2 separate regions of the Mus musculus genome follow, and region 2 is linked to region 1. A link is a contact called in public Hi-C data. All regions are on one chromosome and are shown on one strand. Each heading gives the region's core, a stretch centred on a gene start, on an enhancer-like site or on the middle of the called end of the contact. The rest is flanking DNA. Distances are from core to core; before and after follow the strand shown. Region 1 has its middle 36 kb from the start of Gm32865. Region 2 overlaps Gm41484 (a long non-coding RNA gene).

Evidence for each region. A called contact is a pair of places that touch in the nucleus more often than the background predicts.
Region 2: a contact with region 1 is called in a Hi-C map of uterus, with 9 times the contacts expected there. The contact joins two enhancer-like sites. A contact is called at or near these places in 10 of 484 Hi-C or Micro-C datasets (adipose-derived mesenchymal stem cells, cortical neurons, embryonic stem cells and 3 more) and 2 of 115 datasets of contacts at active chromatin or transcription factors (fibro-adipogenic progenitors and pancreatic cancer cells).

The regions. Positions count from the first base shown.
Region 1 is chr16:87,088,481-87,095,442 of GRCm38.p6, reverse strand. No RefSeq gene overlaps it. Among named protein-coding and RNA genes, the nearest start is that of Gm32865, 36 kb to the left of the region's middle. Within about 2 kb of position 3,347, at least 12 of the 459 cell types and tissues checked have an H3K27ac peak or open chromatin away from gene starts, as enhancers often do. A contact at or near this core is called in uterus, where this site is marked.
Region 2 is chr16:87,235,997-87,242,958 of GRCm38.p6, reverse strand. It overlaps Gm41484 (a long non-coding RNA gene), which reads left to right. Exons shown (of 3, transcript XR_876207.2): 2 at 539-706; 3 at 2,006-2,122. Among named protein-coding and RNA genes, the nearest start is that of Gm41484, 7.2 kb to the left of the region's middle. Within about 2 kb of position 3,633, at least 7 of the 459 cell types and tissues checked have an H3K27ac peak or open chromatin away from gene starts, as enhancers often do. A contact at or near this core is called in uterus, where this site is marked.

The sequences.
Region 1 (6,962 bases), core at 2,098-4,597:
TAGGCTCTAAGAGAACCCAAATGCCAGCCCAGGCTGCTATACCCAGCAAAACTCTAAATTACTATAGATGGAGAAACTAAGATATTCCATGACAAAAGCAAATTTACACAATATCTTTCCACAAATCCAGCCCTTCAAAGGATAATAAAGGGAAAACTCCAACAAAAGGAAGGAAACTATTTCCTAGAAAAAGCAAGAAAGTAATCTTTTAACAAACCTAAAAGAAGATAGTCATATGAACAGAATTCCAACTCTAACAACAAAAATAACAGGAAGCAACAATGGCTTTTCCTTAATATCTCTTAATATCAATGGGCTCAATTCCCCAATAAAAAGACATAGACTAACAGACATGTTTCATAAACAGGATCCAACATTTTGCTGCATACAGAAAACCTACCTCAGTGACAAAGACAGACACTACCTCAGAGTAAAAGACAGGATAATAATTTTCCAAGCAAATGGTCCAAGAACCAAGCTGGAGTAGCCATTCTAATATCAAATAAAATCAACTTTCAACTGAAAGTTCTCAAAAAAGATAAGGAGGGACACTTTATACTCATCAAAAGTAAAATCTACCAAGGTAAACTCTCAATTCTGAACATCTATACTCCAAATGCAAGGGCAATCACATTCATAAGAGAAACTTTACTAAATCTCAAAGCCTACATTGCACCACACACAATAATAGTGGGAGACTTCAACTCCCCACTCTCATCAATGGACAGATCCTGGAAACAGAAACTAAACAGAGGCACATGGAAACTAACAGAAGTTATTAAACAAATGGATTTAATAGATATCTATAGAACATTTTATCCTAAAACAAAAGGATATACCTTCTTCTCAGCACCTCATGGTAACTTCTCCAAAATTGACCATATAATTGGTGACAAAACAGGCCTCAACAGTTATAAGAAGATTGTAATAATCCTGGGCATCCTATCAGATCACCATGTACTAAGGCTGGTCTTAAATTCCAACAAAAACAATGGAAGACACACATACTCATAGAAGCTGAACAATGCTCTACTCAATGATAACTTGGTTAAGGAAGAAATAAAGAAAGAAATTAAAGACTTTTTAGAGTTTGATGAAAATGAAGCCACAACATACTCAAGCTTATGGGAGAGAATGAAAGGAGTCCCAAGAAGAAAACTCATAACTCTGAGTGCCTCCAAAAAGAAACTGGAGAGAGCACACACTAGCAGCTTGACAGCACACCTGAAAGCGCTAGAAAAAAAAAAGAAGCAAATTCACCCAAAAGGAGTAGACAGCAAGAAATAATCAAACTCACAGCTGAAATAAACCAAGTGGAAACAAAAAGAACTATACAAAGAATCAACCAAACCAGGAGCTGGTTCTATGAGAAAATCAACAAGATAGATAAACCCTTAGCCAGACTAACTAGAGGGCACAGGGGCAGTATCCTAATTAACAAAATCAGAAATGAAAAGGGAGACATAACAACAGAAACTGAGGAATTAAAAAAAATCATCAGATCCTACTACAGAAGGCTATACTCAACAAAACTGGAAAACCTGGACGAAATGAACAATTTTCTAGGCAGATACCAGGTATCAAAGTTAAATCAGGAACAGATTAATGATTTAAACAGTCTCATATCACCTAAAGGAATAGAAACAGTCACTAATAGTATCCCAACCAAAAAAAGCCCAGGACCAGTTGGGCTTAGTGCAGAGTTCTATCAGACCTTCAAAGAAGATGTAATACCAATACTCCTCAAACTATTCCACCAAATAGAAACCTAAAGTACTCTACCCAATTCATTCTATAAAGCCACAGTTGCTCTGATACCTAAACCACACAAAGACCCAAGAAAGAAAGAGAACTTCACACTAATTTCCCTTATGAATATTGATGCAAAAATTCTCAATATTATCTGAAATGGAATCCAAGATGAAGAAGGCTGTAATCAACTTCTTACCAGGTTAATGTAACATGGGATTGGCTGTGACACTTTCATTCATAGTAAGTGCCTGGATTGATGAAATGGAGCCACATTATGGGGCAACTGAAACAGACAGGACATCTCATTCTCTTAGCAGCAAGAACACGATGGTCTTCTGGTACCCTGGAGCTCTGAGCATCCTAACATTTTTTTAAATTTATTTTTTATTCTTTTTTTTTTTTCAAAAAAATCAATCATTCTACTTATTTACATCTCAAGTAGATAGGCACAGCCCCCAGTTGAGGGTTGGAGCCACCCACCCATCTCAAAGGTTTTAAACCCAGAAATGTTCCTACCCAAAGGAAAGACAGGGCCAAAAAAAAAAAATGAAGCAGAGACTAAAGGAAGGGCTGTCCACGGACCACCCCACCTGGGAATCCATCCTGTTTGCAGACACCAAACTGTGACATTGTTGCTCTTGTCAGGAGGAGCTTGCTGACAGGAATCTGATGTGGCTGTTCCTTGGGAGGTTCTGCCAGCAACTGACCTAAGTAAAACTCTTACTGCTCACAAGTTTCAGGTTTGTCAAATACTGTGATAGTCCTTCCATTAGCTCTTTTCTTCTTTCTAACCCATGATTATTTATGCTTTACAGCACTCTGCGCTGCCGATTTTTGTACATTTCCCAATTCTTCCATTGTCTACCAATTTGGGAATTTCACGGTTGGGTTCTTCTCCGTAAAACCCAGCCAAACAAATTGATTATCATCATCATCATCATCTCTGATAGGGTAGAATGTTTGCTTACCCCTCGTCACCTACTGGGTGAGAAGGACACACGTAGCTGGCCAGGTTCAATTGGGACTGTTGCATCACAGAAACCTTGTGCATCACCCCTACAAAGAACCCAATAATGGTTGCTTCTTGAACAAGGCCAGTGCTATGAGTGTGACAGTTGCCTACAGAGTTGAGAAGCTAGTGAGACAAGAAGCTCCATGGGACCTAGCAGCGCACACCTTCATTCTTCTTGCAGTTTTTCCAGCTTGCCTAAGCAATGCGTAAAAAAAAAAAAAAAAAAAAAAAAAAGAAAAAAAAAAGCAGAGTTCCTTTTAACAATGTGAGAATTTTATTTGCACGTAATTTATGAGTCCACCTTTCAAACTTGTAGGGGGTTGCATTTTGAAATCTGTGAACCCTCAGCTCTTCAAGAGCTTATATTAATCTCAGATGCTCATTAGGGAGGGAGAGAGAACACCCCTGAATTTAATAGTCTTGGTTTCTCTGCCAGCCCAGCTGGAGTTGGCATGTGAGTTGTGTTGCAACATCAACCTTTCCTTGTTCTTTTGCTAAATACTCCCTGGTTGTTTCCTGCACATAGAGAACACCAAAGGAGACCATGTCTAATCTCTGAAAGCAAATGAGTCACCTCTAGCGGTGACTCTGATAGTCAACAAAGTTTGAGCCATTTGAATGTATGAGTTAAAAGAGTTTCTGGGCAGTATGCATTTTGAATTCTTGGAATGTTGGTTACATAGGAGATCAAGGGAGATGATTATAAATAAAGGATTTAAAAATAATTAAAACAAAATCCAAACCCATTGCCATTTGTAGATTGTTGTAAATGCCGTCAAATAGAGGACAACACTGAACTGTTAAGTAATGGACCTGGGAATGCCCATGGGTAACCACACTTGGGAGATTGTGGAGAGGAAGGATAAATAGTTTACTCCACAAGGAAAGTTAAATTTTCACATGTATTAAACTAATGTTGTAGGCCACCTGCTAGTGGTGTATGTCCTAACAAGTTATCACATTAATTTCAGTACCACTAAGGGTTTGATTTCAAAGAAAATCAATTAATATGCCATATCTATAATCTACCATACTGATATCTCATAGCTGCTATAAGGATTGTAGTGAGATAATGGTAAATAAATTTATCGCCACTCACTTATGACAAGAGTATAGTCCATGAAAAAACATTAGAGTAGATAGAGATAGCATCAGTGGTGCCAAGAGGAAGCTGTGGAGTTGAAAGTATTGGCTTGAATTTCAGATCATCTCCTTAGCCATGACTTTGAGATTATTTCACTTCCATTGAGTGTGCATTGTTTACCCTGTAAAAGGACAGTAACAAGGCCAATTTACTCTGTAAGACTGGTATGAAGCCATTATAATATACACAAGTCCTTTAGGATGTGACTTTTAGTGTGTGTTCAATAAACATTATCAAGACATTATTGGCAAAAATGACTCACATTTGAACTTTTGCTTATTTAGGGGGGAATAAATATAACACATTTTTGAGGCAGCTTAGATGACCAAAAACAAATTGATGGGGAGGAACAATTAATTCTTATTCTGGTGTTCAGAAAACCCAGTGGAGCTTTGGATAATAACTTACAGAAAGTCAGGTACCACACTATTGCAAAAGTTTTGACCAGTCTATATTTTCCCACGATGCACATTATATTCATCCTGCAAAAGAAGACAGAGATTGCAAACATTGTTAAGTAGTAGTACGGCTGTGGTGCAAACACAGCTTCCTCAGCAAGACAACCAGATACATTTTGAAGTATGAGTGTTCTCTGAATGTATTAAGGCCCCTTTTTTAAAAATATTTTTTATTATTATGTATTTTCCTCAATTACATTTAGAATGCTATCCCAAAAGTCCCCCATACCCTCCCCCCTACTTCCCTACCCACCCATTCCCATTTTTTGGCCCTGGGGTTCCCCTGTACTGGGGCATATAAAGTTTGCAAGTCCAATGGGCCTCTCTTTCCAGTGATGGCCGACTAGGTCATCTTTTGATTCATATGCAGCTAGAGTCAAGAGCTCCGGGGTACTGGTTAGTTCATAATGTTGTTGCACCTACAGATCTCTTTAGCTCCTTGGATACTTTCTCTAGCTCCTCCATTGGGGGCCCTGTAATTCATCCAATAGCTGACTGTGAGCATCCACTTATGTGTTTGCTAGGCCCCGGCCTAGTCTCACAAGAGACAGTTATATCAGGGTCCTTTCAGCCAACGCTTGCTAGTGTATGCAATGGTGTCATCGTTTGGAGGCTAATTATGGGATAGATCCCTGGATATGGCAGTCTCTAGATGGTCCATCCTTTTGTCTCAGCTCCAAACTTTGTCTCTGTAACTCCTTCCATGGGTGGTTGTTTCCAATTCTAAGAAAGGGCAAAGTGTCCACACTTTGGTCTTCGTTCTTTATTAAGGCCCTTTGACGAGTTCCGAATTTGAGATAGCATTTCCAGGAAATTCCCAAAACGTTCCGTTTGATTCTGGAGTCATCTTCCAAAAGTCTGTTTCAACTGAATTCATCAGCCATGACTCACCTAATGGTCAGCAGAGGGTAGTAAGGTCTGTTTCTATGGGCAAATGCTTTGAATGAAGGGAAAGCAGAGATTCCTGGAGGGTTTTCTGCCTTGAATCTTACTGTTGTGTCCAGTGGCCTAGAGCCATTGGATGTCATTTGTTCCACTATCAGTTTGATAGATCTCCTTTAGTGTATGTACTTCTGCTAATAAAAACCTGTGCCCGTCACAACATGTAATGATATCATATTCTTTTTTATATTTAAAAGATAATTATTATTGTGTGTGTGTGTGTGTGTGTATGTGTGTGTATATGTGTGCCACACTGTACATATGGATGTCAGAGGAAAACTTAAGTGACTCAGTTCTTTGCATATGCCTTTCTGTGTATTGTAGGGGTTGAATTAGGCTGTCGGGCTTGCAGAGCAAGCCCCTTTACCACAATAATGAGCCTTCTGAGCAGACCAAATGCTTTCATTCAAAAATTTTTTATTTCAATGAAATTTAAATAGGTAGTCTATATGGAGAAATTTACTTTTTAAAGGTCAACCTTAAGCTACATAAAATGCTAATTTTTTGAAGAAATGTGTTCAAAGAAGTTCTTGACCAATACTTTTCGAAATGTTTTCATTTGGTAAGCAACTCTTCAGATAAGCTTTTTGACTCAGGAGTCTTTCATGTTAATGATTTACCAAAAATATCATCTGCGTCATCAGGAATGTTGGCAGCACAGCATGTCTTCATCCGTTTAAGAATGATTTCTATCACTTACTTTTCATAATGCTTGAAAATGTCTTATTTCAAACTGACAGAAAATAATTGTGCTTAGGTATGAGTTGAAATGTGATGTTGTTGGGCCTGTCCACAGTCTGAGTATGTAATGATCAGACTGGGCTAATTGGTAAGGAAGTTCTCTGAGATATTAGTCTTTTTTGTGTGGTGAGGAGATACAGAATCATCTTTCCTGACTCCTTTGACTCAACATACAACAGCTTTCATGGCAGTTTCTCTCTTCCTTTATCATAGTGGCTGTCCTAACCAAATTTCCACCAATAACACAAGAGAGTTCCACATTATCCTTATCCTCACTAGCATCTGTTGCCTTGTACCTCTTTGAAAAGAGTTATTCAAAAACAAGGTAAATGATATCTTGGTGTTCTTTTGATTTGCATGTACCTGATGATCAGAGATATGGAGCAGGTTTTTTTTTTTTTTTCATACCTTTGGCGATTTGTGTGTATTCTTTTGAGAAGTTCCCATTCAGATCATGTGCCCAGGTATAAGCTGGATTATTTGTGCTCATGTTTTGAGCTCCCTGTATGCTGTGACTATTAATCTCTTCTGGGATAAAGGGCTTGCCAACGCCTTCTCAGTTCACTGTAGCATTATTACCAGGGAATATCCACTTGCCTCACAAATTCTCTTCCAAGGACGACTATTCTATAGACATTGTGTGTATTCTTTTTATCTTATCAACCAGTATCATAAAGAAGCTTTCAGATGGTCACTAGGATTAATACTAAATATTAAATCATCTATTCACTGAGATCTTTTTCTTTTCTTTTTTTAACACTAGCGAGACAAGTGTTCCTTTATATACAGACAATGGACTACGTGAAGACCCTAGTCACCACTGATTAGAAACTAGCACAACATTTAGTATTTCTTGATCAACAAAATAAAGTATTTCAATGTGAGCTACTGATGGTGTTTTCTCCTAATATTG
Region 2 (6,962 bases), core at 2,384-4,883, 150 kb before region 1:
CTTAATGTAGGAAGAATAGGGCTAATTCCATATTCTCCATGGGGCAGAGAGAAAGACCCATGCTATTTATTCCATCTGAGAGGGAACGTGCACTAGTTTAGCAATAAAAAATTCAAAGGAAGGAACTTTTTGGATTATCAACTGGCATCAGAAACAAACATACCTGCATACCCATTGCTGGTCTCAATAATTTACCCCAAAGAGTACCTGTGCATAGCTAGCCCAGTCTTAAAAAGTATTATCCCATTAAGAATAGATGAGAGAAAAGGAGTTATATATTTTTCATCATGTAGGTATACTTCAGGGTTTTCTATTAATGTCAAATTAGCATAGGGATATATAGGAAATTTTTACTAAAGGTAAAATGGCCTAGGGAGCTAACACTGGGGGACATGTGGGCCCCAAAAAGCACCCATGCTGTAACTGGCCTTCCTGACATGGGCACACTTGAACATAAACATCTGTTTATTGCTATGAGGGTAAGAAATGTCACAATAGCTGAAACACTGATCTGTGCTATCTCTGTTTGATTCCCTAGAACATGAGTCCTATGCTCTGGGGATGATGATTTTGGGCGGTTATAAGTAGCTGGAAGCGTGAAGACTCAGCACCCAGGCCTCTCCGTAAGCCTGTGTATTGGAGATTCACAGGAATGTTCCTGAAAGGCACACTCAGACGTGAGAGGCAGATGGATGTGTCCCAGGAGGTATTCACACTTGCAGATACTTAACTTGATGGATCAGAGAAGAAAGTTGGAGAGATGTGTGCACATGAACACCCCGTTCCCTTCCATTCCAGTTATCTCATTTCATCCTTACATCATTAGAGCACCAGCCCTCAGCAGCGTCGTGCCCTACTCACAAGTTTGCCAACACCTTCTCCAAATCATAGTGATCAGCACAGTTAATAGACTTCAGCTGTCTTTTTGGGAGACCTGGCAACAAAGTTAACTGAAAGAAAGCCATTAAAAAAGGAAAGGAAAGGAAAGGAAAGGAAAGGAAAGGAAAGGAAAGGAAGGAAGACTATTTTATGGCCTAAATGTGGAAATAATACAGACCACCAGCTAAGGTAATAAATAGTTTAAAAAAAAAGAGAAAAAGAAAATGTTCAGGTTTACTTCAATATTATGTACATAAATGAATGGTGGCAAAAGATCACCCTTAAAAGGTCCCACATTTGCCAACAAACTATTGCTGCTATGACCATTCCACCCACAGCAATGGTCTGAATGCTGTATGAAGGAGCTAAGGGACAATGCTCAAGTCCCCCAGCAAGGTCACCGGCAAAGGACACCATGGAAGCCATTTTCTGGGACCGTCTCTAAGCTGCTCTTCTCTGTGTTGGCCCCTTAGGAGGATCCCTTGTCCTTCTGGGATTCTCAGTGTTCATCACTGGCTGGACTTCACCAAAGGAAACCACAGGGACTTCTGGAAGACATGGGCTTACAAAACTATGTATAACTCAGTAAAACTGGTCGTGACGTTTGTCTGAGACGTGAGAGCAACAGGGTGCTATGTGCAGAAAGGCATGCATCTGCAAGGTTCAGAGAGTCTTGAAAGGCAGTACACACCCCCTACAGCTCCCCGTCTATTTTAGTATGGGTTTCCAAGGAGGCTGGGGAATTTACAGTGGCTCATCTTTCTTTTTTATGTTTTTAAATCTTTTGTGAATTAATTAATATCTGAAAAGAAATACAAGCAGACCATTATTTCCACATTTCAATATATATGATTATATAATATATATACATATATAATATAAATATGTTATACACATGTATTACATATATATACATATATACATATATATATGTATACACACACATACACACACACACATATATATATATATGGAAGTAGGTTTTTTTGAAATCTTGTTTTCTTGGGCTCTGGCCTCAAAACCCCAAAAACCTTGAATGGTAAATATAAGTAATTTTTTCTTTTATTAACTATTTTGCATTGAAATAATTTACTCTTTAATTTAATTTTCTCCCTTTACTTTTTAGTCATGAAAAGATGGTTTATAAAATCAGTCCCTCCGTTTTACATACAGAAGACAATGAAGAACTCTTCAGACTTAGAAGGCAAATACTGACACATTCATGAATGCCGGAATATCAATAAATGGAAATAAACATGCCAGTTTTAAAAATGCGCTTGTGTGTTCTTGTCTGTACATGTGTGTTGGAGGCCAAAGATCAATGCTAATGCCTTTCTCAGTTGTTCTTCATTTATTTATGAAATTTTAAAAATAAATTTTAAAAATTATTTTTAAGCCTGGGTTGCTTAGTCAGTGTTCTCTTGCTAGGAAGAGACACCATGAGCAAGATGGCGTTTATAAAGGAAGGTATTTAATGGGAGGCTTGTTTACAGGGTTAGTAGCTTAGTCTATTATCACCATGCCAAGGATCGGTAGACATGCAGACAGACACGGCATTGGAGAAGTAGCCGAGTGTTCTATATCCTGATCCACAGGTAGCAAGGAGAGAGACACTGGTTCCGGTTGAACCTTTGAAACCACCCCTGGCCATATAGTTCCTCCAACGAGGCAGCCCTTGTTCCAACAAGGCCACCCCTTCTAGCTCTCCTTAGTTCACCAGGTGGGGACCAAGCATGGAAGTATAAGAGTCTATGGGAGCCCCTCTCACTGAAGCCACCACACTCTTGCTCATAACCCAGAGCTCACCCACTGGCTAGACTGGCTGACTGACCTGACACAGGAATTCCCTTGCTTTGCCTCCCCAGTGCTGGTACAGCAAGATTTTTTTATAGGTATGCAGGGGATTTGAACTCAGATCCTCATACTTGCACTACAAGTGTTTTATCAGCCGAGCCTTCTCCTCAGTCCCGGAAACCTGACAATGTTGAGACTCCCCCTGGGAGTGGTAAAAGCTTTTATTCTCCCTTCATTTTAATCTGGGATTATCTGCTTTCGTCTTTAAAATGAGGAGATGTACTGTGAAGGTGAACAGGTCAAGTCAGGTTGTCTGCTGAAGGAACATTCCATAATATCCCAGAATAAGTTTTGCCCTGCATTCACTGGCCTTGACTATGGGAACTTCCCGTGACACTGCTTTGTGCTTGTGCTATTATGTGTTGTTCGAGGGATCTAGCTGCAGATCTAGTTAACTTTCTAAATCAGTTCAGAAATGACTGAACTAAGATAGGAACATGTTCCAGCTGGGCTTTACTTGCGCACACAATCTATTTTAATGTAGAAGGTCAAGAGGTTCGAAGTAGAGGCAGTTGGAGATCTGCAGGCATTGGCTATTCTTCCTGGCTTGGAGCGAGATGGGGCTTTGTGGTAAGAAATTTGAGTGACCTCTGTTGGCTGAGAATAGCCTCTGGATCCTAATTCCGAAGGAAATGGATGCTTTGGCCTTGCATCCTTGCAAAGAAAACCAATGGACGCAGTTTTTTACTCCTTCACAGGCTTCAGACCCAAACTGACACCTGATTTCGCTGTAGCTGCTATCACTTGGCCCTAGTGATAACAGCAGAGATGCCAGTCACACAGGGATAGACTTGTGACTTAGGGAGCTGTGCGGGAGAAATGAGTCTGTCCTACGTTGAGGTGCCGAGTTGTCAGTGGTCCATCCACAGCTCTAGATAACCAGCAGCTTCTGAAGAGCTTGCTCTCTTCCCTGGTGTGGCATCTGGACACTGTCATGAGCTCACGCCCACATCAGCCTGCACTGAGCAGAGTGGAGGTACTCTGGTCACAATGGGTCAGTCTCCAGAAGCCAGGCCTCCTAAGCAAACCACGTTGGATTTGCAGCAGTATCTCATGGACACAGAGTTTCTCTTTCTCATCACCCACCTCACTTCTGGAGTCTTTATGTCACGCTGAGCACATGCACTGTTTGTTCCTTTTAGAAGGCTGAATGTGACCATTTTTAGTACACGGAGCTGTTCTCTGCCTCCTGATAAAAGACTGTTTCTACGAGACACTCACATTCTACAGTGCTTCTGCTTCTATACAGCTTTTCTATCTGCTGTTGCCATTACCCACAGTCAACTGTTTCAAAAAATAATACTCTAAAATTCCACAAACAATCCATCACTTTTAAACTGTGTGCTGTCTGTGTAGCACTTTGAAGTCACACGCTGTTCTTCTTTGTCCCATCAGGATTGTGAATCATATTTCTGTCCAGTGACTCCAACATTAACTCTGCTACCTTCCCACTAGCCACTTAGTATGTGTCTGTGTTATCAGATTGTTGGTTTGTGATACCATAGTAATTGCACTCTGGTAATACTGATTTCACTTAATAGTGGGTCCAAGGCATAAGATAATGCTGTGGAAAACTTGTATATGCCAATGAGAAGTCAGAGATCCATATCATTAAGTCAAAAGATGTACGGTTTTTTTGACTTAATAAGGAAAGAGGAAGACTTATGTTCGAATGTAGTTAAAATTTATGATACTATTGGTAATCTCATATGATACCTAATTTACAAATTAATCTTTATAATGGGTGTATGTATAGAAGAAAAAAACCCACTTCCATAGTATTTATAGAGTTCAGTAATATCTGTGTTCTCAGATGTCCACCAGAAATCTTGGAGGCTATTCCCCAAGAGTAAAGAGATGTGTCACAGAGCTTCGTGGCGCTGTGGCACGGCTGTGGTCAGGAATACTATACAGGAATTCCACATGGAATTCCTCATTGCTTCTCCAGTTGAAGTGGCAACCCAATCACAGCACTTTATGATGAGAATCTTGGGGTGAATTGTAATCTAACTTTTTTTTTTTTTGCCGTTGTAAATACAGCTGCAAATTTTAAATATGTGAAAAGTAAATAAGTGGTCTTGTCAAGCTTCTGATTATGGTCAACAGCAGACGTGCTGTGGTGGATGACAGAAGTAAAAACTGCAGATGAAAACATCCCCGTGGCGATCTTATGCTGTCATCGTTTGAGCACACGTTTCTAAATATAAGCAATGTATCCGCACACGTGAGTCTGAATGATCTTCAATGAACTTGGGAGGCTCTTTCGCAATCTTGGGTCTTTTATTCAGGCTATTTTGTGCTCTGAAACGAAAGGCAGTCTGTGAAGCAGAGTCAAGTGTGAATGCACCTTAAATGATGCCACAAGCAAATGTGAGGGACCTTGGCTTTGCAAATCCAAGGTTCCATATATTTAGGATATTAAATGTTCATATCTTTGTCCTCATACATGTAACCATATACTCTCAGCATGTAAGTCTCCAATTTTATATCCTAGACCCTCAGTATACATCGCAGAGCCAGACAGAAAACAAACACTCAAATTTAGAATAAACTAGATATGACAGTGCCCCTATGCCCATACAAAAGAATTAGTTTTCCTATTTCTTAATGATGAGGGTGAACACAAAGAGACAAAGGTTCCATGGGCCATGGTTATGTACAGTAGATAGGGTTAGAAGTATCCTGGACCCCACAGGCAGTAGGAAGGGAGGTCTCACCATCCTCAAGTTAGCCTTTGTCAAAGGACAGAGGGCAGAAATCCTGCGCACTTGGGAAAAGCCGTGATGTGCTTCCAAGTGCAAAGCAATGCTGGTCCTCCAGTTAAGATTTCAGGAAGGACACACCCACCCAGTCACCTGGATAAACCTCAGCTGGACGTCACCACCTCTCCACGGGCCACCAGCTCTTGACAATTCTTGGGCGAGCTCGGGTGGCACTGTGATGACAGTCTGTAGCTTCCCTGAGCAGCTGCAGGTTGGCTACGCTGACGATGGGATTTTCTAAGCCAGGTGTGGATTTTATTTTGATTTTCATCAGTCTCATAAAACCTCGGATTTAAGGGACATTTAAGGACATGGAAGGCACAATGGAGCATCATTCCTGAAATGGGATATCTGTGCTGGCAATGGGAGTCTTCGTCACATGCTTGGGACGGCATAATTATAATAATACAGACTATGTCGCCTTTTCAGGAGTTGAGAATTCATTTACAGATCTGGTACCATCGCATAGTTTCTGAATGACCTCGGGTTGCTTAATTTTTCTAACCTTAAATTTTCACAGAAATGAGACATTATGCTCTAAATAGGGATTTCTGCAAGGGATCTCTCATTCCTTACTGATGATATTTCTTTCATTTCGGAGGGATCTCTCTCTCTCTCTCTCTTCCTTTGTTAGCTTAAGACTTGTGACACATCCTGCATCGAGTACAAGCTTACCCATCTGGTGAGTATAAGCATGTGTGTTAGTGTCACCCAGCCGCACTTTCCACGGGGAGCGAGCAATAGAGCATTTTATTTATGTGAAGTTCTATGAATGTATACGATGGGTTTCATTTGCAGACCTCATCAGCCCTTATTGTCCCTCCCACCCCTCGCTATGCTGAAACTTCTCTTTTTTTCTAACAAGTCTCAATCTAGGAAGCTTCTTACGGGGAACAGATTTTTTTTTTTTCCTGCTGGAATGGTCAGGGAAGGCCCACCTTTTTCTTCAGAAGTGCCCCCCTGTCTGTTGTACTGAGTTAGTTCCAAGGCAAATTTACAACCTTCCAAGGTTTGACTGACTTGCCATTTGCTCCTGTCAGACACAAAGAAACCCACAGCCAGTTTGGGCACCATAGTGAGAGACTCCATTTTCCCCTGTTTCTTTTTTCTTTTTCTTTTAACCTATTATTGGCTCTTTGTGCTTTCACATCCTGCACCCCAGTCCCACTCATTTCTAATCCCTTCATATCTGCTTTCTGCCCTTTCAACTGTCTCCTCAAAATAAAACAAACAAACAAACAAACAAACAAATAAAAAGCAAAACAACAACAACAACAACAACAACAACCACCCACCTGGCCACCATGGAAGCTGCCGAGTGTGTGTCACAGTGTGTCACACAGCATACTCTTTTGCACAAACAGATTTCTTAGCAAATGTTCATTGCAATGAGTCATTGGTCTGGTCCGAGGCCCCTGGCTTCTGCTATCCTGTCAATGCTGGATCCTCACCAGGACTCATGGAGAT